2 separate regions of the Mus musculus genome follow, and region 1 is linked to region 2. A link is a contact called in public HiChIP or PLAC-seq data. All regions are on one chromosome and are shown on one strand. The core of a region is the stretch at or near the end of the contact, and the rest is flanking DNA. Distances in the headings are between cores, read along the strand shown.

Region 1 (6,683 bases), core at 397-2,896, 250 kb before region 2:
ATTATGATGGTTTTTCTCTGTAATGTTCTCCCCATGAGGTCAAGATTTTAACATGTAATCCAATGTTTGTAGCACCATGCTGAAGGCTAGAAGTTTTTATAGATTGGTACCTGAGTTGTGGAAATAGGTTACTATGGAGATACTCACCACCCTTGATTCTCATCTCATTTCCTCCACTATTTGGTTAGGTATTGTTCTAGCTCAAATTTTTTTGTTGCTATACCAATAACCTAGCCAAAAAAAAAATCACTTAGGGGAAAAAGAGTTTATTTAGTTCACAGTTCCTGGTTACAATCCATCATAAAAAAGAAGGCAAGGTGGCAGGAATTTAAAATAGCTAATCACATCCCATCCACATTCAAGAGCAGAGAAAGTATCAGTGTAAACATGATTCTTCATGCTCAGCACCCTTGCTACACTTACACAGACAGAACCTCCTGGCTATAGCATGGTGCCACCCACTGTAGACTAGGTCTTTCTATATTAATTAATAATTAAGACCCTCATAGACATGCCCACAGGAAAACAGATTTAGAAGATTTCTAATTGAACCTCTCTTCTCAAGTGATTCTAAATTATGTCTACTAGGCAATTAAAACTGTGACAGCCCTCATGTAAAAAAGCGTTTGCCACATGCCACATTGTTATGAAGTGCTTGAGTCCTCTGAAATCCTGAGCAAAAATAAACCCTTACTTTAGGTTGTTTATGTCAGGCTGGAGTGATGACTCAGTGGGTAAAGTGCTTGGTTGCTATATAAACATAAGGACTTGGAATTTAGATCTCTATCACCCATGGAAAGGCCAGGCATAGCAGCACATATTTCCAACCTAATTAGGAGTCAGAGACAAGTGGACTCCAGGAGTTCACTGTTCAGTAAGCTTAGCCAAACATCCAGATCAAGGGTCAGTGAGAGACTTTGTTACCACTCCCTCAAATAAGGTAATGAGTGATAGAGAAAGATAACCAATGTCAACCTCTTTTCTCCAAATGTGCATGCACCACACACATACAGATTTTTATGAAAAGTTGTTTCTGACATATATTGGTCATGATGAGAACAGTTAACTAATGTGAAGGTTAACACATACTTGCTTACCTCATTTCCTGCCTTTCAGGAGTCTTATTCTTATCTTGTTGGATAGAAAGCAGGACATGACTCAATGGTAGTGTGGTTATATTGACTTTAACCTAAGTGCTATGGAGGTAGTCCAAGGCAGAGGAGTAATTCTACTAGAGGAATTATACATATTGGGAAATAGGTAGGACATGAGATATTTCTCAAGTGACATATAATCAACTCCTCAGATGATGTCACTGGATGAGTATTCAGATTTCCCATCAGGGGATGGATCCTACACTCTATATTAAAAAGTAATGTCAAATCCCTGTGGTCTTACTTTCTACTATTCTCAATGCTCCCATGGCTAGATGAAATACCATGGGTAGCCAATAGTAGTAGCGATGTGTCTCTGTGCTTGAACGCTGTTTGAAGACAAACCTTCTTGAAGACTTTGTATGAGCCTCTGCAAGGGAAAGGTCTGGAAAGACAATTATACGCAGTGCATTTCAACCCATATGGCTGAGTCATGTAGAGAAAAGGATCAAGGTCACATTGTGGGGATATCCCGAGGTGCAGGACAAGGAAGTTAAGTCCTCTTCCTTTCACCCAGCTGGCTCATTCCCAAGGCAGAATTGCCAGATGGATGAACTCATACAGATCTAAAAGGAACCATACAAATGGTTGTTTTATTCGCAGTCATCAGATGTCAATTTCACCTCTCCTTATACTTCTGTCTATAGATAATTTGAACCATTTCAGGTGATAAGAGGCCTGTTAAAACCATTATGTTGTTGTTGTTATTGGGGTTTTTGTTTGTGTGTGTAGTGTGTGTATGTGTGTATAAACTGTAACTCATTTATTTTCACAAGACATTACCCATAAATTGTGTATTGAAATCCTATGGGCAAAACTCCCACTAGAATTTGCCTCCCTTGGCAGATGAGTAAGCCGACACATTGCGTGCTAACCTCATAGTTTTCTCTTTATAGAAAAATCAACCCCTTGGGGGAAAGCAGACATCATGCCTCTTGTATCCTCAAATCCTGAGAACTCGTAGGCCTGAACTAAAAGAGCTGGAAGATCCATCTTGAGGAATGTCTATGACCTCTTGGTGTTTGTTCTTTGGCTGTCAGATTTGTAAATACCTCCACAGTCTCACTGATGGAGTGCATCCTGCTTGTTGCTGATTGTGGACTCTGTGTGACAGGCCTGCTGAGAGCTCACTGAGAAGACAGGAATGTGTTAGGGAGTCACATTATACTTAGAACATTACACGTGTCATTGTACCTCAGTCTAAATACAAACTCAGGCTCCTAACTTTATCCAATTTCTACAAATAAATACATTGGTTATTTTTCTCATTCCTCTGACTACAAAACTATACAAAAGCAACTTAAGGGTCAAAAAGATTTATTTTGGCTCATGGTTTCAGAGAGGAAGTTCATCATTGGCAGGAAGGCATGGAAAACTAGTTCAATGGATGTGGGAATGGAGAGCAGAGTACTTCAAACATGGTGAAGCAAGAATCAAAGTATCACCTTTAATGTCTTGTGCTTACCAGATAGGAACAGCACCCAGAGGATCCACAGTCTGTCAAGGAGCATCACCCACTGAGGACCAATCACATGCACCCATTGGAGGCAGTTTGCATTCAAATCATGAAGAGAAGGAAAGCAACACTTTTCTTGGGTTTGGTGACCTTCTAGAAGTTTCACAGGCTCTAAAAAATGAAGTTGTAATCCTACTTATTTCATCTAGCTTGGAGTCTGCCATTTGCACTGGACAGCTCACCTGTCTCATGGACACCACAGCAATTTTGTTTCCTCTGCCTATTAGCCTCAACATCAATCTCTTTCTCATGCCTTCCTGTACATCAAACTCTCTACCTCAGTTACCTTCTTCTCTGGATGGGAATCTAGGTCTACTCCTTATTGTCAATAGCTTGAATCTGCTTTCTCTCCACTTTCTCCCTCATTAACAAGACAATGTGGTCAATATCTCTTTTGCAAGTTATTAAGGAGATGAGATGAATTGCTTCTTATTAACATTGTGTGTACAGTGTTAGTATGTAGTGCCCATGCCCTGGTGTGTATTTGAAGGTTAAAGGACATCTTTGTGAAGTTGATTCTGTGCTTCCATTTTTTCTATGGGTTCCAGAGATTGAATTCAGGCCACAAGGCTTACACAGTAAGAGCTTTTCGAGTCTGAGCCAAGTCCCTAGCCCAAGATGAAATGCTTCTTATAGATTTCTAGTTCCTTCACTCTCCTTACAGAGAAGTGTTATTCCTAAACCTCCTACACATGAGTATCCCCCAATTAACGTATCAAAAGGCATATTGGTGTAAACATAATTCAGATTAACAGCCCAAGGCACACAACTTCTGTTCAAAGAAAACCTTTCCTTCAATATGTGAACTTCAAAGGTTTAGAGGCCTGGAGATTAACTGGCAATAATGAGATGAACAAAAGAGTCAGGATTTATACATGTATTTGAACAACCATTCAATAAATAGGAAATATTGGAAGATAAGCAGCTGAAGGAAGGTGATACTGATTTGTGCTAATTTTTTGAGGTGGTATCATGGTGGGGAAAATATCATGGTTGACTGCTACATGGTAGAAAGAGAGAGCTAAAACCATGTGCTTGTATATCACATGACTCATAAATATAAATATTTTTAATAGAAAGGGGTTTAGCTGTTATTCTCAAGGCCTGAGCCTCCCTTCCCAGGTAATCTATTTCCTGTAATCAGAAAATAGATTCCACAGCTTCCCAATTTCTCATGACAGCACTGCTCCTAGCTGTAGAGCAATTGTTCACACACATGTGCTTGTGAGAAACATTTACATTGAAACCATAATGGTCCATGAAGACTCAAGAATGAAGCAGTTTATGTATCATTCTTAACAACCCAAACCACCAGAATAAGAGCTTCCATGGAAACCTACGTATAACTTTTTTTTCTTTGTTTTTGTTGTTGTTGTTTGCTTGTTTTATGCTGATGTTCCACTGAACCTACATTTCTACTTCTTGGTGCTAAGAGTCGTATTTTTTCTTTTTCAAAAAGAGAAAGAGTTAACAGTGGCTCTAGTTCTTAGAATATCTAGTCATGTTTAAATATCATTTAGTTCTGGGACTCCTATTAGGAAGTTTCTTGCTGAAAGTAATTTTAGTTCTTTCTTTCCAGAACCTTACAGTTTCTCCTGGTTGAAGCAAGAGTGTAAAGCATAGATAGAAGAAAAGTATCAAGGTTAATGTGCGAAAGGAACCACTTTGCAGAAACTTGTCCCATCAGGGCTCTGTATAAGAGACAAGGGATGCAATCCCAAAGAAAGCAATGTACACATGTCATGAAAAGTAAGTTCTACTTACTGACATAGAAAATCCTGGTATGTGTTTCTGTTGGAAAGGAAAGACCCAGGATTTGAGCATTGGACCAGACCCAGTTCTCTAGCCCTCCCCTTTCTTTGGGGCTGATTTCTTCATTCTTAATAAATTGTTTTAGTCACTGTCTGTGTGCTCCTGGTCCAGTTCTTTGTTCTGCAACACAAGAAGTTAAAAATTTCAGTGGGTATTCCTATACTCAGCTTGTGACTCTAAAGGAATCACGTAGATAGTTTGTTAAGAGAGGATTCTGGCATCAGGTACATTTTCAGAGTACTTGACTTAGTAGATAAAGATTGGCCCCTTAAGTTAGAGCTACTCATTAGGAACCACAGACCGACTGCACCTTTTGCCTGCTAGAGATAAGACCTCAGATAACAGTGATGGATACTTATCTTCCACACAGCTTCTTCCTTGACAAACTAGATACAGGGATGTGGTGGAAAGTGCACACAGGAAGCCTTGCATCCTGTGTGCTGGCCACATACTTTAGTAGTGGGCTTTTAGTGTTGAATTAGATTAGAGACACTCCTGGGACTTGCGTTCTATGCACCTTCTGTATGTATGTGTGTGTGTGTGTGTGTGTGTGTGAGAGAGAGAGAGAGAGAGAGAGAGAGAGAGACAGTGAGAGACAGAGACAGAGACAGAGACAGAAAGGGAGAATGACAGGTATGAATTTTGTTCAGTGCATTGGTCAAAGTGCTCCATATTTATTTTCTTATGCTGCTCTTTGTGTGATAGGATTCATATTCATACAAATAAATAGATAAGAATTATATTCTTGCATAACATTACTACATAGAAGGTTAATGATGGTGAGAAAATTAAGTAACTGGCTAAAGAATGGATCTGGGAAAGTGAAGTAAATATATGTCACTGTTTTGGGTGATACCATATAAGAGATTATCGAATTGACCTGTTGCTAAGTGTATTTAGTCTAGGATGGGAGTACTACCTGATGAAATCAAAGACTGACTTCACCAGAGAGGACTCCCAAGCCACCCAAGTACAATGAGCACTTCTAGGCAGAACACATAGCACTATTTATAAATAATAAATGAATCCAGAAATTCCACAGCTAAGGAGAGCAATCTACAATGGCATAAAACCAAATATTCCAGCAAATCACAGTTCAGTGTTGATGGTGTGGAAGAATGACAGGGTGAGAAGGCTCCCCCAGAGCCATGCATAATTGCATTTTATATCATTGGACTAAATTCAATCCTGCTAGGTTGCAGGGTTCAGTTGTTGTAAAAACAGTAGATATAGAAGAATTCTTCAAGTGCATTCAGAGGAGCAAGAGATCATCACTGAAGAGAAATTCTTTCCTTTCAGTTTAAAATAGTTCCCACCAGTATAAGGACTTTATTCAAATACATTTCATTACATCATCTCTGAAGCATTTTTTGTCCAGCAGGGAAAGCAGCTGGACCATGAGTGATTTTTGTGTTCTAAACAAAGCAACTTCCTGTGAGCACCATTCAGAATGTGGAGACCCTGATGTTTCTCATAACACAGTGGGGGAGGAGTCCGGATGGCAATAGAAGCAGAAGCTGCTCTGTGGTGTTTTGCTCCCTTATTTTGTGTGTGTGTGTGTGTGTACGTAATGCCTTCAGATAAATATAGTCATATGCAACCAAGAAATTGTTCTTACGATATCAATTGCACTCTGATTAAATTCCCTTTAACAGTAAACATTGATACAGCAGAATTTCTTTGTTCCTGTTCTCTGGAGACACCAGACTTTGATTCTGGCATTTGTCCCCAACGTGGATCCTCCCTTCTAATTCAAGCGATGATGCGATAAGCACTATTATTTAGTTTATTCTAGTCAATAGTTGCATATCAGATAACTCAAAAAATAACATTATTGTCAGCTAGCTGGCTAGTCAGATATTAGCATCCTTGAGGTTATTGAGGACAGACCCCTTCATAATCAACAGCTTGTCAAAACAAGAGCTAAATCTGCAAGACTTTGATTATTGCTCAAAAGAATGAGATCTGACTCCTAAATTTCTTGTCTTTTGTAATGATATGGCATTCAAAACCACTCCAAAGACTATCAGATGATGATTTAAAAAACAAAACCAAAAAACAACATACCATTGTTCCCTGCCTTAAGAGGTAACGCAAAGGAGACTGTCAAACTGCTTCGCAGGAAAATGTCCTTCAGGAAAGTTGTCCTGAAATATTAAGAAACTGTAGATATTCCACTAAAGCATGTAGACAGGACACCA
Region 2 (7,585 bases), core at 1,521-4,020:
CACACAGGGCACCTTCCCAACCCCATAACTGTAGATGCCTTTGCTACACATTATTATTTTTAATTTTTTCCTGTTAACATTATTACATTAAAATACTCTACTTAAAAGATCTCTCCTTGATTTTGTTTTAAAGTGCATATGTTTGGAGTATTTCCCTTCACTGTTGATAGTGCCAACTTCTTGATGATTGTCTATGTGTTTTGGCAACCTGAGAGGACATTGTGACTGTATTTGCTTTTGCTCTGACAATCCTGAGTCACGGGATGGGTGTTCTGATTATACATTCTTATTCCAAGAATTCAGGCTCCTTTTGAAAACTTTTGACAATACTAAAATCCAAGAACATTTCTTCCCTATTTATCACTGTTAGCCATTTTATTTCCTAGTGAGAATTCTTTCTCTCCTTTAAAGACTGCAAGTGCAGAACACGACTTTGAAATCTCAGGGATTCTGTAAATCTTTCAGATAGAAATGGGAGATGAAATGAGGCAGGAACCAAGCATCAACCTTCAGTATTTGCTTTTGGAAAAAGCAAATACTCTCTCTCTCTTTTTTTGTTTGATTCCCCTATAACCCCTCTTCCCTTTTATCCAATGATATTTAATAGACTCTGATAATTCCTCTTCCATAAATTCATATATAACTAAAACAATGGATCTTAACATACCAAATACTCCAATCTAGCAAAGATAGTTATTGAATAATATGCATACACACGTGTGCAATAGCCACACATGTGTGCGTATGCATATGTACATACCTATTTATAAACACATATATTGATTCCTTCATGCCTCTCACCTTTAGAAAAAATTGTTTACATACAGTTATCTGTGTATACCTGTCTCTTTACATATACTTATTTGTATATAGAAGTATCCATTTCTCTGTATTCATCTATTTATTTTCTATCTCTATGTGGCTGGCTGATTAGCTCTCTAGGAAGAGAGATGGTAGTAGAAATGCATGTTTTCTAGACCATAGCAAAACTGTGTTAAGACTTCCTTTACTATGCTTATTTAGCTCTGAATTCTACTTGCAACAAAGCACCTATAATTTATTATCCATCCTGCGAATATTAGAGCTTTTGAGTTCTGTCACACAGTGTGTAATAAATGCAGCAAGTGTTGTATACTTTGTGCTTCAATGTTGTATTTTTTACATGTTCTCATCATGGGAGATGTCAAATGATAAATGTGATAAATGTGCTGGTAGCCTCGGTTTGGTCATTACACCTGTACCATAATATTATGTGATGTCCCATAAGTCTATACCACTAACTTAATCAATAAAAATAAAGACAGAATGCTTTGTGAAAATTGATGTGTTTTTTCTGGCACTAGGTTTTTCTGACCATTACTCTCATAAAAAGTCCATTAGAAGATTGTTGAAAATTTGAAGCCCCATTGGAAAACATATTCAGCTGAGAAAATAACAGTTTTTTACATTTCTTTATTTTATTTGTGTGTAAACAGGTGCAAACATGCCACAGCATGCCTATTGAGGGTAGTTTGCAAAAATTCATTCTCTTTTTCATCCTGTGGCTCTGGAGTCTTAGAAAGTGCTATGAAGTCAACTCACAGACATAGTTTTGAGTTTTGAGCATCCTATAACTGGAAAAGTTGGCCAGTATGGAGTCCTTAAATGGTTTTTCCACAGCCTGTGCCCACAGGATGGAAAGATGGACAAGGCCAGCTAAGTACAAACAGAAACCTTTCAAAGACTCACAGATGGTAATTCCCTCCTCCTCATGCTCTTGAGATTCCTAATGCTGAATACAAGAAACCCTTCCCATATCTGACTTCTGTGTCTCCCTCTCTCTCTTTTTCATGTTTAATTAATCCCCTTTGTCTTATGCTAAATGAAGGAATTATCTTGCCACTTTTACATATAATTAAAGATACCGGAGAAAACCTTATTACCTCGGATCCAACTAATTCACAAATAATTGTGATTTCAATAAGGCCGGGGAAAGCACAAATAATGAGATAGGCAAATGAATTGAGTCGAGGGGGATGGCAGGTGTATAACTTAGCCTGCTAAGGTCAATTATCAGAGCTTCTTAGAAGCTTCCTTTTACAACTGCACTGAGGAACTGCACCAGGTTCTCCAACTGGACCAGTGCCTTCTACACTTCTCTACCACCATAGAGCAAGCTTGTTTGGAAAACTTGGAGACCAGTACTCAGAACACCTCCTTTGGCAGGATTGCTTCACTTGCTCTATAACCCCTTAGCATGGCCTCTTCTACCATCTAACTCTGATCTCCAGGTTCGCTTCTCCACAGAGTAAGTGCAGAATATTTCAGGGTGTCATTTTTTTTTTTAAATTAAGACGTTTGTTAGGAATTGTAGGTGAAATGTCCCCAGAGGGCTTATGGTATGACCATTCAGTGCTCAGATGATAGTGCTCTATTGAAGGCACTAGAAATATTTGGACATAGTCTTAGCTGGGGGAACATCGGTCACGGGGGATGGAAAATCTTGATGGTAGTCAAATTCTGCTTCTGGTCCAGGCTCTGCTTCCTGACCAGCCCATGTAAGAAACTGCAGCTATACATTTCTGCTACCAAGAACCAGCTCATTCTCACCTCCATGTCTGCCCAGCTTGTTGGTCTGAAGCCTCTGCAATTATGGGCCAAAGGAGCCCCTCCTCTGTTGGGTTGCTTCTGTCCAGTTCTTTGTCACAGCAATTGTAACAAATACAAGTTCCTTCTCTGGTGCCAGCAGGCACCCTGGCATCTATTTCTGGATATGGCCTGAAGGGTGGGGACCCAGATCTGTTTCATTAGTCAGGTTGCTATGACTCATGCAATGATTTCTCCTCCTTGTTGCAGCTAATCTGCATCTTGTCAGTTTCCCCCATTCATTTAGTCTTGTTCATTGATTGCCACTTTAGGCTAGGACCCGAGGATACACTACATAGATTGGGAATGTGTAGTCCTTTTAATTTGATTTTTAAACAATTTCAATAGTGCTTATCACTTGCAGACACATTACAAAGTGTGACTCATTTAATTACACTCCCTGTTGAACTCCCATGGTGATAGAGCACACGGCTTATAAAAACAGAGAGCCAGAAAAACATCTTTAGGAAAGTAAAATCTGGCCTGAAAAACTGGCATAGATCACACCTGAGTGGGTCTTGAATTATAAGGCAGAATGTGCTAAATGAGTAACTAACTGGGGTTATTACAAAGTCAGATGTAGGGGTTTGTGAATCCACTGACCATGTTGATGGGCTCATGAAGGATACAGAAAACTCAAACTCCTTTATCAAATGCTCATTTTAGTTGATATAATAAAGGTGTGTGGAATGGAGAGAAGACTACTGTCAGCAAGTATTCAGCTACTGCTATCACAAAAGAAAAATAATAAACTAAGCTAAGTGTGTAGCAGAGAGAGAAATTACATCTGAGGCAAGTCTGGAAGCATAGGCCTGAAATTTAAGACATTCTGGAGAATGACTCTCAAAGAGTGTCAGCAGGAAAGTTCAAGGCTAGATTACGCTATTTAGCAGGACTATATTTCCAAATATTTGTTTTAAATGAAAAGAAATGATGTAATTTTATTATAATTTCAAAAATAAAAGAAGAACACTGAAAAGAGGGTTCCTTTTTCCACATTAGCTTGTCTTTTGGCATGGGTATCATTCAAATCTTGTTTGGGAAGTCATAGTGTTCAGGTATCCTGGCAGTAATTTCTCTTTTCTTTCTAGGAAACATAATCTCATAGCCAACTTCCAGGTTCTTTGGCCCTTCATCTTTCTATTCTCTCTTCTGAGAGTACCATGGGCCTTAAATGTTTTCCTAGCCAGAGAACTATAGGCAGCTGATGACCTCTGGGTGGAGGAGAATTAGCCTCTCCCAGGAATGAGCATCCTAATTGGTTTTCTAATACAAAGTGGTCACCCCTAAAACCATATTCATACAAGCAACACCAAATGGACTCAATGGGTTACATTTATAGAATGCTGCACATATATATGTATATATATGTGTGTGTGTGTGTGTGTGTGTGTGTGTAAACATATATATGTAGCAATAATAATCAAAGTAAAAGAGGCTGTCAATTTGAGAGGGAGTGGTGTATATGAGAGGCATTGAAGGGAGAGGACATAGAATGGTTTGGGAGGGAGGAAGGAGAAGGGAAAGGAGAAAGTAATATTATAAGAAATTAATTAAAATTTATTTTAAAAGAAAGATTTTATTAAATGAGGGCAGTATTGGAATATATGAGGCTGTAGAGGTGTAATGCTCCATGATACTGAAATAAGTTTTAAAATATTTCAGTGATATATGATGATGTGTGTGATGATCAACCACATTCCTCATAATAGAGACTAACTTCCACTGTGAGACATTTTGTCTAAGAATTATGTGCACTGTGAGACAATTTGCCATTTCAAAAGTCTAAGTGTTATGTAATGTACTTTTCCTGGAGAGACTCAATGTACATGTATACTTGCCTCAGATAGGAAGCCACAAAAGACCAAATTATGGCTATCACTCAAGTCAAACTTGGTGAATTAATGAGTTTTATTGGGGTTACTTACAGAAATATGGGCTAGGGGTTACTTATAGTAGCAGACTCAAAACTGCTGCATCATCAGAGTCCACCCTAGGATGAATGAGAGTTGGCAAAACCTGAGCACCTGGAACACATTGCACAGCCATCAGGCAGCTCCAAATGTTGGAAAGTGTCTTTTCCAAGTGACTAAGTTGGTCTAACCATTTTCCATACAGCTCTGCTAGTTTCTGATTCTTCTAGAAAGCTGTTCTGGTCTTTGATGATTCTTTCCAACTTGCATTGTTGGATAATGACTATCAGAAGTTTTCATTGTTTACTCTAGAGAAGGAGTAGACTACTGAATCTGGTCAGTTTCAGGAACTTCCTGAAGCAGTTTCGAGTTGTTTACTTTCTGGATTAAGGAGCTTTTCTGAAGGATGGAATGTTTTAATATTGAAGGAAATTGCTACAAATTGATTGCATGGCTATCAGGTAAAGATATTATTTTCACACACACACACACAAAGCCCAACCTGCAATTCACAAAACTGATGCATTTCACATAGTTTAATGAATAAATAGCTGTTTGGCACCTACTCGATGCTAGGTTATGCCAGGACTGTGAACAGATGAGTTCTGTTGTACTGCCTGTATCTTGAGGAAAAGAAGAAAGAGTCAAAACATCACTTGCACTGGAAATTGATGGAACTGTTGGGAAACAGAAGAGAAGAGGGATAGGGTATCAGATCATAAATAGGATGATCAGGCAAGTCCACATACAGCTGGAAGACTCAGAGTCAAGAGCTGGGATAAATGGGTAGAAGATTCCATGCAGAGAGAACATATAAACAAAACTTTGACAGGAGAAAGAGCCACTGAAATGATAAGAGAAGATGGGAATTTAGTGAGTACAGGAGAGGGAAGCAGAGCTAGAGGTTCATGGGGGATCCATATCTCATAGGTATGTAGGGACTCTGAATGGAAGCCATAGAAGGATTTATACAGCATGGACCATTATGTAATCGACTTTATTTTTATGTGTTGTGTGTATAGTGTATGTATGCAGGTATATATAGCCTTGAACATGCCAAAGGCAGAAGATAACTCTATCCCTCTCTGCCTCATCCCCTTAAAAGAGAGCATAGCACTGAACTAGGATTTGAGCTAGTAGCCAGAGAACCTCCTGCTTGCCTCTTGTGATGTGACAATTACAAGTACAGATGCAGCTTTCATATGCTTGGTGGTGGTTTGAATTCGGGTCTTCTTGCCGTGTAGCAAATTCTCTTACCCACCGAGACATCTCCTGTGGTTTATATTTTTAGGACAGGCTCTTATTCTGTAGTCTAGATGGCTTTGAACTTAGTATGTAGCTAGACTAGCATTGAACTCATGGCAAACTTCCTGCCTCAGACTCCCAGATGCCAGGAACACAGATGTGAGCCATCATTTCTGGCTTGTCACCAGATTATATAAATAATCATTTATATATGATTATTCTGCCTGCTGTTTTGATGGTACTCCAAAGGGTAAGGGCAGAATTGGAAGGTGGTCGGATGGGGAGTCCAGATAGATGCTAAATGGTGGAGCTTGGGTGAATGAGGGAGAGTGGCCAGAGGTTAGACACCTTCAAAGGTAGTGTTGGCTAAATTTGTTAAAAGTTATATGAGATATAGATGAGAATGTCTTGGAATTCGTTCTGAGTAGCTGGGGAAGATTTATTTCTATCCCATGAGTCAGAAAATGAAGGAAAGGACAAACTTGCTAGGACAGCCCATGGTTGCTTAATCCTTGTGTAATTTTCCTTTCTCCTCCCAAGCACCTATAGGTAAGCCTTTATAACCCTCAGAATATGGAAAAAAGCTAAAAAGGAATGGATGCTTCCAGGTCTAGAATTGTACTTTTAAAGACTGGAGCTTGTCCTGTTAGAAAAGTCTTACTCTCGTGGGCTTTGATGAAGGAAGCTGCTATGCTTTGTCTGCTACATGGCAAGCACTTGAAAGAAGCTACTAGCTATAGATACCAAGAAATCAAGACCCTCCATCTAGCCATCTGGAAATCACTGAGTGTTGCCAAGTACCAGCAGAGCTTGGCAGTGTGCCTTTCCCTAGTCACACCATAGGTAAAACTACACACCCAGCCAATCTGGAGAGAGAGCTGAATGTCCATGTTCATCACAGCACAAATCAGATTAGCTGAATTACGAAAGTAAAGTGTTTATCAACTGATACATGATAAATAAATCACTATACACATGCGCGCGCGCACACACACACACACACACACACACACACACACACACACATACACACACATGGTCACTATTAAAAGGAAGAAAATGTTGTTATTCATGACAACATAAACGAATTAGAGGAAATATTGTAAGGAGAAATTTTTTAAAAGGTACAGAAAGATACCATATATATATATCATATATAATATATATGGATATGTGTGCGATATGTGATAGTAGAAAGGTATGGATGAAGTTAGAGTGTACAGAGATCTCAGTGGATATAGCACTTTTCATGCAAGTACGAAGACCAGAGTTTGAGTCTCCAAAACCCCACATAAAAGCTATGTAGGTATCCTATAATCCCTGAAATAGGAATGCAGAGACAAGGGATTCCCAAGGTAGATAGGCTAGCTGATTGGTAGGCTATGGTTCAGTAGAAAGATCCTGACTCAGTAAAGTGCAGACTGATCTGATCAAGGGAGGTCCTTGATGTTGATATTGAGCTTAAGGGTATGGGGGACTTTTGGGATAGCATTTGAAATGTAAATGAAGAAAATACCTAATTAAAAAAAAAAGAGAGCTAAATAAAAAAACAGTTAAAGTTAAAAATAAAAATTCAGAGCACAGATATGCATGTGCACCTGCACACATATGTATCCATTCATATCTTATACACACACAAAAGTCACAGTAAACAATACAATTTTACTCACCTACTTATTTCATGTGACTGCTGTCTCATTAGCTTGTAAGCTTTGGGGAAAGAATGGCATTTTGCTTGCTTATTCCAGTGACACGTATACAATGTGACATATTGCAGATATTCAATAAATACTCGCTGATTG

Evidence for each region. HiChIP or PLAC-seq counts read pairs in DNA pulled down with a chosen protein or histone mark.
Region 1: a FOXA1 HiChIP or PLAC-seq map of pancreatic cancer cells shows a contact between it and region 2. The contact joins two enhancer-like sites. A contact is called at or near these places in 1 of 484 Hi-C or Micro-C datasets (nephron progenitors) and 3 of 115 datasets of contacts at active chromatin or transcription factors (bone marrow-derived macrophages, fibro-adipogenic progenitors and pancreatic cancer cells).

What each region holds. Positions count from the first base shown.
Region 1 is chr13:6,250,449-6,257,131 of GRCm38.p6, reverse strand. No RefSeq gene overlaps it. Among named protein-coding and RNA genes, the nearest start is that of Gm35615, 36 kb to the left of the region's middle. Within about 2 kb of position 1,646, at least 31 of the 459 cell types and tissues checked have an H3K27ac peak or open chromatin away from gene starts, as enhancers often do. A contact at or near this core is called in pancreatic cancer cells, where this site is marked.
Region 2 is chr13:6,005,091-6,012,675 of GRCm38.p6, reverse strand. It overlaps Gm46401 (a long non-coding RNA gene), which reads right to left. Exons shown (of 6, transcript XR_001780857.1): 5 at 5,105-5,215. Among named protein-coding and RNA genes, the nearest start is that of Gm46401, 93 kb to the right of the region's middle. Within about 2 kb of position 2,770, at least 36 of the 459 cell types and tissues checked have an H3K27ac peak or open chromatin away from gene starts, as enhancers often do. A contact at or near this core is called in pancreatic cancer cells, where this site is marked.